2 separate regions of the Sus scrofa genome follow, and region 2 is linked to region 1. Evidence: chromatin contacts called from public HiChIP or PLAC-seq data. All regions are on one chromosome and are shown on one strand. Each heading gives the region's core, a stretch centred on a gene start, on an enhancer-like site or on the middle of the called end of the contact. The rest is flanking DNA. Distances are from core to core; before and after follow the strand shown. Region 1 holds the start of IBA57 (IBA57 homolog, iron-sulfur cluster assembly). Region 2 holds the start of OBSCN (obscurin).

The links. HiChIP or PLAC-seq counts read pairs in DNA pulled down with a chosen protein or histone mark.
Region 2: a contact with region 1 is called in an H3K27ac HiChIP or PLAC-seq map of skeletal muscle. The contact joins the promoter of OBSCN here to the promoter of IBA57 in region 1. A contact is called at or near these places in 1 of 47 Hi-C or Micro-C datasets (fetal heart ventricle) and 1 of 2 datasets of contacts at active chromatin or transcription factors (skeletal muscle).

Annotation. Positions count from the first base shown.
Region 1 is chr2:51,274,719-51,277,995 of Sscrofa11.1, reverse strand. It overlaps IBA57 (IBA57 homolog, iron-sulfur cluster assembly), which reads right to left and starts at 1,644. Exons shown (of 3, transcript NM_001244830.1): 1 at 1,235-1,644. The coding sequence starts at 1,563.
Region 2 is chr2:51,315,806-51,319,255 of Sscrofa11.1, reverse strand. It overlaps OBSCN (obscurin), which reads right to left and starts at 1,718. Exons shown (of 110, transcript XM_021083345.1): 1 at 1,634-1,718.

The sequences.
Region 1 (3,277 bases), core at 395-2,894:
GGCACGCAGCATTCCAATCGAATTTCATTATGAAAACAGGGAGCAAGTAAGGTGAATCTGTCCAAGGGTCATACTTTACTGACCCCTGTTCCAGAGTCACAGAGTCCACCAAGTGCCCAGCAACAGGACATGAAAGAAGACCCCAAATACATCACATGACCATGACACTTCAAGACATAAGGATGAAAAAGAGCCCTCAAGAGCTCCTAGAGAAAAAGTCATCACACACAATGGAAAGCAGTGCCAGCAGCAGCAAGACAGATCAGGGCTTCATAAAATTCAGAGATGATTTTCAGCCTAGAGTTCTACACCCAGCTAAGACATCAGGTAAAACCATGTGAAGGAGTCAAAGGTCCACCTGAAGTATCTTATCTCTCAACAAGCCACTAAACTACATACTCCTCCAGAAGGCAGGAGTATACTGAGGAAGATGCAGATGAGGACCCACAAATAGAACAGACATGGGAGTTTCCAGGACAGCCTCAGAGGGAATCAACAGCCTGCAATTGCATGAGAGATTTTAGAGGTACCAAGCCTGAGAAAGCTAAGCAAGTGAAAACAGAAAGCTCTACACAGCAAAGGACAAGGCCACTGACTTGGCTTGTCCTGTTGACCATCATGGCACAGTCATGATAACATCAGCACAGACTGATGTAAAACACCAAACACTGATATCACTAAAGAGAGATTTCTGAGAGAAATGTATGTGCGCTGGAGGACTCAGAAAGTAATAGCGGAAGCCAGTGGTGCAAGGCGGCTTCCTACAGGTGCCGCGACCCCTTTTCCGTGCAGTGGGTCTGAGCAGGAGCAGAGGCCACATGCAAAGTCACGCAGATCTTCCCATGGGTGAGTCACGGGCCCATCCCTGGGTGCTGGCTCTGGCCCACCTATGGCAGCCCTGTCCCTGTATGCGGGTTCCCAAATACCCTGCCCTGGGCGCCCCTCCCATCCTCAGGTGACCTCCCCTGTGGGGGCCCACTATGGCCCACCGTTTGCAAAAGCTCCCAGGTGTCCCTCCTCTGGACGCCCTGCCCTGCAGATCCTCTCCTGAATGACCATCCTGGGCCTAGGTGCCCCGCCCCTCCTCCGTACAGACCCCAACCCTGGGAGCCCTCCATAGGAGCCCATCCCCTAAGTCTTCTCCCGGCCGCTCTGGGTGATCCCACTCCCCACCTCCACGCCGGCACTGGAGCCTGCGCAGTCCCTGCCACACCCTGCCACACCCTGCGCTCACCCGTAGAGAATGACGTCATAGAGTGTGCGTCCCTGGACGTTAAGAAAGTGGGCGTAGCCCGCGCGCGCCACGGCCGAAGCGGGACCCGGAAGCGGCAACTCATTGGTCAGCAGACCCAGGAGAAAGGGCGCCGAGTCCGGCCCGCGCACGCGTACCAGGGCGCGCTCGCCCAGCAGGAAGTAGGCCCAGGCCGTACCGCCCGCGGGGTCACCACTCTGAGAGCAGGAACCTTGAGCCAGGCGGCGCCTCGGGGCCGCGCGCAGCCTCCAGTGCCAGGCTAGGCCGCTGCGCCCTGAAGCCGCGCCCCGGAGCAGCGCCGCAGCCGCCATCTTGGGGAGGAGCGAGGCGGCGGGAAGGGGCTCCGTGCGGCGGCGCGGGCAGGCGCCACAGTACCTGCTGTAGGCGGACGAGTGGAGCGCACGCGGGTGGGGGGGCATGGGGCGGGGCGTGCGCAGGCGTGCGCGGGCTGGAGCCTCTGCCGCCCTTAGAGGCGGGGCTGGGGGCACTTGCAAGAGTGGCCCGGGTGAGGGTGGGCGGAGCGTGTGGCGGAGAGAGGTCTTGGGCTGTCGGTCACCCTTACACTCCTGGGCTGGCCCTCTGCGCCTCGGTTTTTAGAGCAGTTTCTGCTTGCTTTATTGTAGCGGGGAGCCCATGACCTAAACCCTACCATCCTAACCATTTTTAAGTGCACATTTCAGGGGCATTAAGCGCATTCACACTGTTTTGCAGCCTTCTCCACCCTGCAGAACTTTCTCATCTTTCCAAACGGAAACTCCACCTTAATCAAACGCTGATCCCTGTCTCCTTCCCCAGCCCCTGGGAACTCCATTCTACTCTTTGTGAACCTGACTCTTATAGGAAATTAATAGAAGTGGAATCATGAAGTGTTTGCCTTTTTGTGACTAATGGCTTCCAGGTTCCTCCGTGGTATATTATATGTCAGCCTCCTTAAGGCTGAATATTCTACTCTATGTATATACCACATTGGATTATCCATTCACCGATTGATGGACATTGTATTGTTTCCACCCTTGGCTATTGTGAATAATGCTACAATGAACAGGGATGTGCAACTATGCTTTCAGCTCCTTTGGTTATTGTGTAAAATACACACCTGTATATCCTATGCTCTCACTTCTGACACTTCTGATCACTAAAATGTAGGGGGGGAGTTCCCCACACCATACAGTTCTCCAACACCAGCTGAGTGTCTTACATTTTTAACTCAATTATGAACCATTTATACCAGGAAATAGCATCAGGTCCTGTAAGACTGCGTGTGTACACACACACACACACACACACAATCTTCAGATGCCAAAGTCCAGGTTGTTTCCTTTCTTCTGACCAACCAGCTATAGAGCAAAGGTTCCAATAGCCCTCTCCTTGGGTTCAATTAATTTTCTAGAGTGGTTCACAGAAATCAGAAATATTTTACATACTAGATTACTGATTTATTATAAAAAGGATATAACTCAGGAACAGCCAGATGGAAGAGATGCATAGGGCAAGATATGTTGGAAAAGACATGGAACTTTATGCCCCATGGGCACCACTCTCCCCAAATTGCCGTGTGTTCCACAACCAAGAAGCTCTCCAAATCCAGTCCTTTAGGGTTTTCATGGAGACTTCATTATTGAAGCACAATTGATTAAATCATTGGCCATTGGTTACTGATTCAACTTCACTCCTCTGAGGTCAGGGTGGGACTGAAAGTTCTAACCCTCTAATCACAGGGTTGGTTCCCCTGCCAACTAGCTCCCATCCTTAGGGGCTTTCCAAAATCACTTCATTAACATAAACTTGTTGACCAGGGCTTGCTAAGAATATCGGGACAAAATATATTTTTTTAAAAAAAGAATATTGGAGTTCCCACTATGGCATAGCAGTTTAAGGATCTGGCATTGTCTCTGTGGCAGCTCGGGTTCAATCTCTGGCCCAGTGCAGTGAGTTAAGGATCCAGTATTGCTGAAGCTGTGGCATAGGTCACATCTGAGGCTCAGATTTGATCCCTGGCCTAGGAACTTCCATGTGCCTCAGGTA
Region 2 (3,450 bases), core at 469-2,968, 41 kb before region 1:
CTGTGGAAGGATTATTTTGACACAAGTTCCCTGGGGGCCTGTGTTCTGAGTTCTGAGTTCTTCCTAGCACAACCTTCTGAATCATACAGTTGATCTGTGGGTTCCCCAAGGCAGGAAATGCATTCTCCCCCAGCCACACCCAGAGCAGGTATTGGAGACAGCTGCTCTGAGTTTATCAGCAAATATGAGCGGAGGTCAGGGGGTCAATTCCACATCTGGCAGTCTCTGGGGGCCAGGAGGACAGAGATGGGGAAGGAGGTCTTATCTCTGCACATGTTTAGAGAGAGCCAGCTCTCAGCAGATGTACAAGGGTGGGCAGAGACCCCAGGATCCTCTAAAGTCACCGAGGATGTGCTCCCTGTCTAGGGCCTTCATGCCACACCCTCAAGGCAGCAGACTCATAGAGGTCTAAAGGGGCTCACCAAGACACCCCATGGCAGTCCTGCCAGACAGTCATCCCAACTGGTCATGAGTGTGTCCGAGGACTCTGGAGCTGCCCTCCTTCAGGTTGAGTCGGGTCAGGGACCACAAGGCCCCTCTGGCCACACGGTCACCTGCAGTGTCTCCTCCTCCCCCTGCCATGTTAGGGGCTGGAGCTGCTACAGCTACAGCCACAAGGGCAGAAACAAGAGCTTCAGGAGCAGAGACGAAGCCAGGACCTTAACCCTAATTCTCAGGGAAGTCCCTCCTCTTTCAGATGCCCACCTGGGAGGGCAGTACCTTGTGGACCCCCCACTGGAGCTTCTCAGCCCTGGGTGGCTCCAGCTTGGCCCTGGCAGAATCTTCACTCTGAAGCCAAGGCCCTGCCCCTTTGCAAGCCTGCCAGGGAGCTTTGTGGCTGACCTGAGCCATACCCACAACCCCTCTACCCTTGTTTTTATTGAACTTGGCTACTTATTATTATTATTATTATTATTATTATTGGTCCTTGTGGGGCTTGGGCCATTTTTCAGATGAGCCCAGAGTGGGAAGTGGCTAGCAGCCTCATAGCAGAGCCTTGGCTAGCTCCCTCCCAGAAGCCCTGTCTCCCCAACTTGCTCCCTCTCCCCCCCAACCCTGTTGCCCCCATGCCCTTCCAGAAAATACTTCCAAGGGCAGCTCCTGCCGTCTGTGCCTTCCCCTAGACCCCTGGGCCTTCCAGCTTCCCGAACTCCAAGGGAAATTCTTTCCTGGAGTCAGGTGTCACTGCCCCTCTGGCTGTCCCCTCCGCTGAGCCAACAGGCCCAAAATAGCCCCAGCTGTCAGCGGGCATCCATCTCAACAGAGTTGGGGGCAGGGCAAGCTAGACCCTCAGGGCAGTGGGCAAAGGAGGAGGTAGGTGCTTCTGACGCCCCCCCACCCCCACCTCCTGCCCCAGCTGCTCTCTCCCCACATGAGGGTCTGGCTCAGGTCACAATGGGGCAGGGGCTAGAATCCATAGCCCCAACCCCAGGAGCAGCACAGCCTGGCTGAAACCCTATCCCAGGTCCCTCTATCCCCCAGAGCTATGACCTTCAGCAGAGCTGTCCTCAGGGGCACTGGATAGCCCCCCACCCCTGCCTGCTCTATGCCTCCTCACCTGTCTCTACCGAGGGCACTGGGCAGCACCCAGGCGAGGGGCTCAGATGGTGGGGCAGGGGCTGCTGGGTCTCACCTCCCTCCACGGGTCCAGGACCGACAAGGCTCCCACCCAGCAGCCCGCACTCCTGCCGGTCCTCAGACTGGACAGGGACGAAAGGACAGGCGGATGCTATCAGCTGAAGAAGGCTGGGCCCGCCCCCACCCCACCCCCACCACCGCCAGCCCGCCCAGCCCAGCTCCAAAATAGCCCGGGTGTCACTGCCCCAGATTTGTTTTCACCCCTGGCCCCAAGGAGGCAAAGGGCAGAGGCTTGGGTGGCTGGGAGAGGAGGAGGCCTGTGTGTTCCAGTGATGGTGCAGGTGGGGCAGGAGCCCCAACTGGTGGGCCTCGTGCTTAGACCAGCATCCTGGAGTGCAGGGCAGGAAGGAGAAGGGGGGAAAACAGTACCACCCACAGGAGCACTCAGGATCATCCCCCAAGAGAACAAGACCACCAGTCACCTCCTGAGAGTCCTGCAGCCTCTTGATGGTGGTGAGCAGCCAGGAGACTAGCCAGGTGCCCAAGGTCAGCCCCCCACCACCCTGACCACATAGGTGACTGGGGTGCACCCTTTATCCCTGGTCGCTCCTGGCAGCACCTGGCCTGGCTGGATGTCCATCTTTACACGGGAGTGAGGGGCCCAGGTATCTCAACCTGAGGTCTGTACTTCCCAGGGTCTAGGGACCTAGCCACAGGGATGGGCAGACAAGACAGGGGCAGGTGATATGGGTGCTGCTTCACACCTCAGGATGGCTGCCCACTAGCCCCCTGGCCCCAATTCAGGGACAAGGGTGGGCAGGATTCTGGAACCACTCAGGGGAGAAGGTGGGTCTTTCTTAGTAGGGACCTATCAGGGAGCCAGAGAAGGCCATCTGGTATGAGTACTGGGGCCTCTCCTGGAAAGAGGCTGACCCACCAGGGGTAAAGGGTAGTGGTGTTGCCCTGTGTCCCATTATCAGTGTTGCCCCTGAGCCCACTCCAGGGCACTAAGTTCATGGCCAGCACCCCATCCTGTGGTCTGAGCCATGCCCTCAACCTATCTATGCCCTTTGTGCCCAGACCTATATCCTGTGGGAAAATCAAAACTCTTTTGAGTATAGACCAGTCACCAGAGTTACCTAAAATCTCAATCAGCTCAAATACCACAGATGGGGAGCTTAAACACAGACATTTATCTGACAGTATTGGAGGCTGCAAGTTTGACAGGAAGGTGTTGGCAGATTCCATGTTAACTTAGAGCCTCTTTCTCTGATAAACAGATGGTGCCTTCTCTCCACCAAGTTAGATGGTCCTGCTTTGGTGGAGAAAATGTCTTATCTTTGTCTCATAAGGGCAAAAATCTTATCTTGGGAGCCTACCCAAACCTCATCTAATGCATCCTCCCTCTCTGTCCTTCCTCCCTGCCTGCGATCCTCCATAGCTCACCTCCCTCCCTCTCTCTATTCCTTCGCTGTCTTGTGATCCTCCTCTGTGCCTTAGCTGCTCTTAGGACCAGTCCAACTCCACTCTGCTTGCAGACAGATCCTTGGTCACCAGCTACAGTCAATGGACCCATGTTACCACTGGGCACTTGAAAAATGCCAGCTTTCCTGGGTCTTCTCCATCCCTGCAGGGAAGGTGCCTAGTGCTTGACCAATGTATTTTCAACAATCCACATACTTGCTGCATTATCTCCCTTCATCATCTTTGGCAGGGTAGTTGTCATTATCACCCACCAGGTACTCTTGGACAATGAATCACCCACTTGTCAATCTGGGGTGGACTGTATGCCTCAAGGGTCCTAGGCCCTGTCTTCTCCACCCGACCTGTGATTCTTAGACTAATGTTGCCGTGACCAAAGGAATAGATGCT